2 separate regions of the Drosophila melanogaster genome follow, and region 1 is linked to region 2. The links are chromatin contacts, called in public Hi-C maps. All regions are on one chromosome and are shown on one strand. The core of a region is the stretch at or near the end of the contact, and the rest is flanking DNA. Distances in the headings are between cores, read along the strand shown. Region 1 holds the start of PGRP-LF (Peptidoglycan recognition protein LF). Region 2 holds the start of Doc3 (Dorsocross3).

Region 1 (4,176 bases), core at 349-2,848, 340 kb before region 2:
AAGGCCACGACTAGTTCATCTGCATCTTTTGGAGGTTCACAGCTGTGATCCCAACCTCTGGCCTCGTAGATGTTTTCGTCCCCAGCCGCAACGAAATTATAGTTAATATCCTTATATCCATTGCTCTCGATGTGCCAATTTTGCAGAAGGCGCACTCGAAAAGTGCACTCGGCTTGAGTGAAACATGATGGCGTGTTGGTTGCCACAAATCTCACGCTCTCAATTGGCAGCTTCAAAGGAGTAAGTGGCACTATAGGTGGCTGGGCCAACCAATAGGGTCGGGTAACGATCTTTACAGTCTCATTGCTTAGGAGTCGCACTGAAAATAAATTTTGAAAATAAATATATTCTCGTATTTTTTTCTTTCAACTGCATTACATGATGTTGGATCCTGCGTGAATCGGGGCCAATTTTGCATCAGCTCGAAAAGCTTCTGGCCAGGACTTTCGGTGGGGCTTAATTGTCGATGGGCATATATATGATAATCCGGTTGCAATCTATGGAGACGTACGCCCTCGTCCATCAGTCGCTTGGCTGCTTCGATTTGTCGAGCTGGTGGCTCCATATTCACAAAAGTTCCGATAAAGGCTATGCTAACGGAGATGGCACCATATCCATTCACATGCTGACCCTGGATGTGCCAGCCGCGTCCTACGTATATTTGACCATCGCCGCCCACCAAAAAGTTATAGCCAATGTCGACCCAACCAAAAGATTTCATATGGAACGCCTGAATGGTCTTCATGCGGTATATGCAAACATCCTGGGCGAGATAGAAATAAGATTTATGCATAAGTAAACAGTCTTTTAACCGCTAACTTTTAGAAAAGTTTAATTAACTCGAAATAGTGCTGAAGAATGGGGGTTTTTTACCGAAAAGTATGTCGATCTATAGACTCAAAGCGGGGGTTTTTTTTTATGGCAAGCTATTGAATTATAATATCGGTTTTACGAGGCTTTCTAGGAAAAGTTTTGGGTTGATTATTTATATAAATTTTTGTAGATAAGAAAAGAACAACTGGTTACAATAAAGCCTTTTCATGAATCCTAAGTAATTGCCGCAGTAAGCTAAGTAAAACAAACTGGTTTCAAGTTAGCTTTAAAGCAATTCTATATCACTTTGATATTAACAATTTAAAATTCCCAAAGTAAGACTTACCTCTTGTTCGCATCCTTCGGTTGCCGTGTGATGAATGATAATATTGGAGACGGGAAGCTTAAGGTGCGGGTACTTCCCACTGGGTGGTTCCCCCAGCCATTCGCTGCGATCGAGTATGTGTAGGCCCTTGTTCGGCGAATGTGTGGAGAAGGCTAAACCAGGTTAACAATTGGTTATTGGTTATTAAATTGTATTCAATCTACGATTCGCTTTAATGACTCACACATCATCCACATGAAATAGCCAGCTGCTAAACCCACAACCATTAGAAGAATCACACAGAAATAGAGAAGCTCGAAGCGAAATCTTTTCTCGTTATTTATCGGTTTTCCTGGGTGAGTAACTACCACTGTTTTCGGCATCTTGAGATGTTTTCACTATATCGCACTACCCACAACCGCGATCGATCCTCGCACGACGAACGTCCGATGCCAACTGAAGTGAGTACGCACCCGATCTCAAGTCCGGTTGTTGTTTATTTCTGTTGACGGCTCCGAAAAATCCCCGGACATTTGAAAACCTAAAGCGACTGCGCAGTTCATAAGCTTGTTGATAAGAGATATTCATACCTATAAATAAATATATGTATGTATAACTAAAGAAAGCTTTTTAAAGCTTAATATAGGGTGCCATTTTTGCAACAGGGTGCGCGATCTCTGAACGCCGCCCACTTGAGATTAGAAAGAGATATTTGATGGTAGTGAGCAGTCCAAGAAATGGGAATCCCATTTTGTCAAGGGGGCGTATACTTACTCTTAGCGTTTTTGAAAGAAGCTAGCTCATCTTTGGACCGAAGTTATGATGTTTTCCGGTTTCTTGGAATGAGTGACCGACTACAGTTAGCGGCTGCGATTTGATCAACTGACCCAAAAAGAGTTCTTCACGATTATTATTCTGTTTTTATTTTGTCATAAATAGAACGCAGATAGATCGTGATAAGTAGAAAAAGAAAGCGAATTTAGCAAACATTTCTTTAACAGACAAACTAAAACTTAGGTAAAATGGAGCCTATACAACCTCCGGATAAAATATTTGCCAGATATAAGATATCCCAGCCAAACTGAACTCCAGACCAACTAACCTCCGGATAGTAAATGTCTGGTAAAACAAAACCCAGCCACAAAAACCCCCAGGCAAACTTACCTCCTGCTATAATAACCACTAGACGATCTAACCTTCAGATGAAATAACCCCAAGCCAAACTAACCTCGGGTTAAATGAACCTCCAGGTAATACACTCCCCCAGTCAAACCCCCTAACAAACGAGCCTCCGGATAAAATAACCCCCGATAAAGTAACGCCCAGGAAAGCTAAGCCCCTGGCAAACTAACCTCTGGATAAAACAACCCCAGGCAACCTAACCTCCGGATAAAAACGGATAAAATGATTCCCGGATAAATAAACCTCCGGATAAAACAACCGCAGGCAAACTAACGTCCGGATAAAACAACCTCCAGGCAAACTAACCTCCGTATAAAATAATAATTATAATATAATAATATAATAATTTTAAGATAGTCGCGAAAGAAATTAAAAATTCCAATAATCGGGGAAGCCCCATAACTCGCAGGTGGAAGAATGCGTAGAAAAGCCAAGCCATATTACAACTTTTCCGGTTTCAGGCAGTTCCAGACAGCACCTCTACAGAAATTCCCCGATTCCAGTTATCAGCTAGTTCTTGATCCCCATACATGATTGAAATTCATCAAGTAAATCATTTTGTTTTATTTAATATCACATTTTCTTTTTAAACGAATCGTTACTCTAGCTAAATCGAATATGCCACACATTAATGGGAGAACACCTATGATACAAAATCAATACGAAAATAAATGATAGTATTGCAAAATATCGAAATAGCTCTTAACCTATTCACGACCAATGAGTCCAGTTGGCGAAGCTTGCGTAGAGCGCATCCGCCTTAAAATCGGTTACACTTGGCATCAATTTACTGCTCGCCGTAAATCGGTAGCTTGGTGCAATCTTGCCCAGCTTTACGCCACGCTCCAGCAAAAGACGAGTAACACTTAGTTGCTTGGCCGACGGCTGGATGGTCTTAAACGATCCGATATAGGCGAAGCTAAGACTCTGCGAGTCATAGTTTATATTGTTCATGTGGGCACCCATTTTATTCCAGCCCCGTCCCACATATACATTTCCATCTCCGCCAATCAGAAAGTTGTACGCAATATCACACTTCTGCGACGATTCTATATCGTAGGTCTGCAGCAGACGAACTCGGAGCACACAGATCGCCTGTGTGCTGCAATTTTCTGAATTGGTGGGCAAGGCTATGACCAATCCCACGGGCAGCTCCAGATCGGGAATCTCCTTCTGTGGCGGCTGTGCGAGCCATTGCTGACGCTCCACGAATCTCAGTATTAGTCCACCACCAATGTTGTCCAGATCTGTTGAATTTTCAAAAATACATTTTGATGTTTAGTTAATATAACTTTGACCATACATTTTCGACCATGCAAACATTTTTAGTTTCAGTTAATAAACTTAAGCGGCTACATTTTTAGTTTTAGTTAGCAAATTTAAGCGGCTTTTTGTTTAGATGTGATGATATATTTATATATGCACACTTTCATATGATATTTGTTATTGATTTATATAAACTATGTTAAATGTACAAATGTAAATAGTTGAGTGAAAATGTGAATAAATTGATTCGTTTAAGGAAATTTAATTTTTATGACTATGCATATCATATTATGTATAAATGTAAAATATAAAAATGCACAAAAAGACTAACATGCTTAGCATTAAAAATCGAAAAATCATTTTTTGAACACCTTTATTCGTTCTTGATTGTATTAATTATAACTATTGAGTCATATGCAGATCGGGCCAAGTTTTCGTCAGATTGTACCAGTTATTCCAGGTTTGAATGATTCTATAGAGTTCCTCGCCGGGCATCAAAGTGCCTGTGATTTGCCGATGTCCCAGCAGTTGGTAATCTGGCTTTAGTTTCTTGAGGCGAACACCTTGAGCGATGAGCAGCTGACATGCCT
Region 2 (4,237 bases), core at 382-2,881:
TTCCAACCACATCTACAAAGGTGTCGGCATCGGCATCTGCCTCTCGGTCGGCAGCAGATTCGCCGCTCGTCGAGCCCGCCGAGGAGGACGAGACAGAGGAGGCCGGCGATGGCGGTGTGTAAGCCCAACTTGGATAAGCACCACCGATGTGCCTGGCATACTCGATGGCCGGCGGCGGTGGCGCTGGCACATAGAAATTGGCCTCCAGAGCATCCAGCAGATAGTGACGCTGCATAGGAACACTGTGATGACTCTGGTGATGATGGTGCTGGGGAAATTCCTCCACGAGTCGCAACCGTTTGGCTAACGGCGATGTCACCGGGCTTCGATCCACCTGGTTTGCCTCGGGCTGCGTTGGCGGTGGCGAGTCATTGATCTTCCGTTTGCATCTCGACTGACCCGACTCACGGAATCCCTTGGCAAAGGGATTGTTGTCGATCTTCAGCTTGGTTATGCGGTCATTCTGCAAATGCAAACAAGAGGATTAGCTATCACGTGCCATATTTAGACTGCGATATAGCACCACGCACCTGATAAGCTGTTACGGCTATAAACTCCGTCTCCGGAAAGATAAAGGCCTGTTGGGGGGCCCAGGGAATCTGGCCGAGATCAGAGGTTCGTATGACGTGCAGACGCGGCTGATACTTGTGCATGCTGGCCAAGACGATCTGGAGAGACAGAAAAATACACGGTTAGTTTGAGGATATACAAAGATACATATATTTCTACTCAAGAACAAAAGATCAAATTTGTTTATGTAATATTCTTGACAAAGTTTACTTACATGACCATTGTTATCCAGCGTATTATTCGTCAATTTCACTTTGCTGAAGAGCAGAGCCTGGGATTGCCAGTGTTTTCCCGTGGCTGGACTCTCCGGATGCAGATACATGCGCTGCGGGCTCTGGGGCTCGGCTCCTCCGGCCGGCACCCACTGGGATCCAGAGAACTTATAGCGACAATCGCCAATGGGCACCATCTCGAGGAGCACGCAATAGCTGGCCTCCTCCTCCAGTCCACTGAGGGAAACCCGCATCGAAGGGAACATGCGTCTGAAAGGGATGGAGGCGTTGGTTAATGGATGTTAGTGACACGTTTGCGCCGTAAGATTTAAGAGTAAGCAGAAGGCTTATCAATGGGAGATAAGCTGATGGGGGCGAGCAAATAGTTGACTTTAAAATGGTACCAACCTGCCGCACTTGGTGATGATCATCTCGGTGCCGATGCTGTGGAACTGCTGCCAGAGTTCGTTATTCTCCAGCTTGGCCTCCACATCGCCGGGCAAAGTGGGTTGCGGCGGTGGCGGCGGTGGCATAAAGTGTCCGGCAAAGTTGGGTAGCAGGCCGCATAGGGGATCTGTGGTAGACACTTTGGGTTAGCCGACGGCAAATCACAAGCGCAGGGAGTGCTCCACTTACCGGGTAAACGTTGCATAATCTGCTGGCGGTATATCTCCTGGGCGATCTGCTGCTGCAATCGCAGATCGGCGATGTTGGGCAAGGTCAACATATTTGGGGTCTTCGTGGAGCTATGTGCGTAATCTATTATTTTTGTGATACGTTGATATTATTCCGTGGGCAATCGACGTCTGGAACACGAACTGATCGCTTTGCTGTCCAGATTGAGACTGTCTCTCGGAATCTCAGAGCGGGCACTACTTCAGTTCTGCCAGAATCCGGTCGGTTGGGTTCCTCCCGCTCACTTCGCTCTTCACTCTGCCGATCCGATCCGATCCGATCCCTATCCTCAGGTAGTTGCCTAACCTGTTCTCATGCTCAAGTGGCTTGCCACTCACCCGCTCTCTCGCTTCCACTTCCAGTGCGTCAGGCCATGTGTGTATGTTTATCTCTTTGCCATTGGTCGCTTATCAGCGAGCGTTACGCCGTCCCGCTTGCACTCGCTGCGCCAGATGGAACGCCATTTTCGTAACGCCGCGTGGAGCGGTTCTGGTGACCTCCTCTCACGGAACTGGGGGGCACGGCACCCATCTTGCTGCTGATAGCGTTACGTGGAAAGGGAACGGCAATGGGGAATGGGGCTTTTCTTCGTGGAATCGGGGGAGCGCTCTTTGAAGTCGCCTAATCGTTTGTAATATTTATGGAACTGGAAAACGTTTTGGATATGGGCCAACCAATAATGTTCGGCGAGATTACATTGTCCCAGAAATGGGAAGCTGTAATTTCGGAGGCACGAGAAAAACATTAGGCGTATAGAATTAGAGGAGGAATTTCCAAAATACTTTGTAGAAATAAATTTATTCATCGTTCTTTTCAATTTTGTTAATGTTAAAAACAATAAACAGATTGGAAAATCTTCGTTAACTCTCTGTTAACTATCAGTGTTTACAGTCTGAGTTGAATTGCCACAATTCAATAGATAAAAAACAAAAATATTATCAAACAAAGTACTTTTATAACATTGCATTATCATTATAACAAAAATATAAAAAAAAATATACGAGCATTTTGTTTTATGTCGGCATTTTACTATTCATCAATGTGATAATGAAGCCAAATCTAGGCAAATAAAATAAAGGTGTGAAAATCAAGTAATTTATATTTACTCTTTGTTAAAAGTGGTATTTATTAGACAAGAATATTTAAAGAGATACTATACAAAAAGATTTAAAATTTAGGTTAAGAATTTTAGTACTGCACTATTATTATTATTATTATTATTATTTTCCCACAGCTTATCCTTCAAATCGAATGACTTCTAAAGTATCTTCTAGGTTATTTAACATTTTGATCATCGGCATATCATCTTGAGACAGCACTTGAGTGTCAAACCTTTGATAACCAGTTCATAGATCTATCTATTCCACCGTCATGATCGGAACCCATATGTTCGGTTGCATTTAACTTATCTGCAATCTGCCGTGCATCTTGTAGATGCAGCGAAATATCGCCGCTACCGTTGCGAAGGAGAATCTCGAAAGAGATCCGCCCCGTGATAAGTCCGGCTAATCAGACCTTTAAATGGTACTTTGTACTCGATGCTGGGCCACAACAAATTGCGGCAGCCGGGAGCGGCCATCAAATCAAACTGGCGCCAAGACACTGTCGCCTTCGAGCCACTTGAGCATCGTAGTAGGACGGGATGGAAAAGGGATACGTCTAACGGATCAGCCACTTGTTGCCACTTGTCCTGCATTTCGGGTGCCGGTGCCGTTGGCAGGGCGACACTGGCGGCACAAACTCACAGGCGAGTCATAAAAATCATCACACTTTGTCCCCGAGCTGATGCCTCCTCAACGACGGGAACAACCGTGGAACAAAAGCGAGAGCCTCGATGATGCGAGGATGCCAGTTTCAGTTTTATGGCCTGGCTGTGCGACGACCGCCGACTGTTTGTGTGTCTCTCTGCAGTTTCCAAAATTATTGTTATGATTATTGCCTGTTTGTGGGTCTGCTCTACAATTTGTTTGCTATTGTCTGGTCTGCTGGATGTTGGAGACAAAAGCGGGCCGACAAAACCGCAAAAGGACATCGCTTGGGGGTATTAAAATGGGAACCGGAACGGAACGGAACCCATAAAGATCCCTAACGATCGATGACCAGGATAAAAATCTCAAATTACCTCCGGGAATGCAGATTTAGTGCGGGGATAAATACACCAGTCTGATATTTACAAAAAAAAAGGACCATATCTTGCTTACTATTTTTAATATATTTATGTTTAGTTATTCAATCATTTTTGCCCATAAAATTACCTAAAATGACTTTTCAATCATTTCTAAAATATCATTGATTCTAAATCGTATACGTATCTTGGATCATCTGGGGACATTTGAGGATCCTACCTTAATCCCTGCTCGCATTTCCATTACCCGTCTCCGGTCATTAGTCATTCGGCAGGCAGATATGCAATTTCCGGTAATTCGTAACTCGACTAGCTTTGCATAAACTCTCAACCATATTTCCGCTTATTCACCAGTCCGGTCTAAGTGCCTCTGACCCGATCCCGATCCCGATCGCGATCCTGAGGACAACGACGACGACGACCCTCGACGAGTGTGACTCAGGCAATTAGCGGAGGAAGTGAGTCGAGGAGTTTGGGACAGCAGACGGATTTGTGTCATTAGCGCACTCGCGCAGCTCGCCACTTGTGTCCGGCTTCATTTCCATTTTCATTCAGTTTTCGGGCTGGAAAAACCCGGGGAAATCTGAGCTGCGCTCACTAATTGCAAGTTTGTTATCTTTGGGAACGCGCTTAGGCTACCTTACGCCAAATAAAT

The links. Hi-C and Micro-C count contacts between places; a contact is called where the count stands out from the background.
Region 1: a Hi-C map of the Kc167 cell line shows a contact between it and region 2, with 2.9 times the contacts expected there. A contact is called at or near these places in 14 of 107 Hi-C or Micro-C datasets (the Kc167 cell line, the ML-DmBG3-c2 cell line, the PNm cell line and 7 more) and 2 of 7 datasets of targeted methods (both in the Kc167 cell line).

What each region holds. Positions count from the first base shown.
Region 1 is chr3L:9,347,031-9,351,206 of dm6, reverse strand. PGRP-LF (Peptidoglycan recognition protein LF) reads right to left here and starts at 1,598. Exons shown (of 4, transcript NM_140042.3): 1 at 1,383-1,598; 2 at 1,160-1,311; 3 at 379-763; 4 at 1-319. The coding sequence starts at 1,521. PGRP-LC (Peptidoglycan recognition protein LC) reads right to left here. Exons shown (of 6, transcript NM_206308.4): 5 at 3,958-4,176; 6 at 2,871-3,567. The coding sequence ends at 3,989. It also overlaps a transcript of UGP not described here.
Region 2 is chr3L:9,002,590-9,006,826 of dm6, reverse strand. It overlaps Doc3 (Dorsocross3), which reads right to left and starts at 1,631. Exons shown (of 5, transcript NM_140023.3): 1 at 1,419-1,631; 2 at 1,191-1,356; 3 at 785-1,052; 4 at 531-668; 5 at 1-463. The coding sequence starts at 1,509.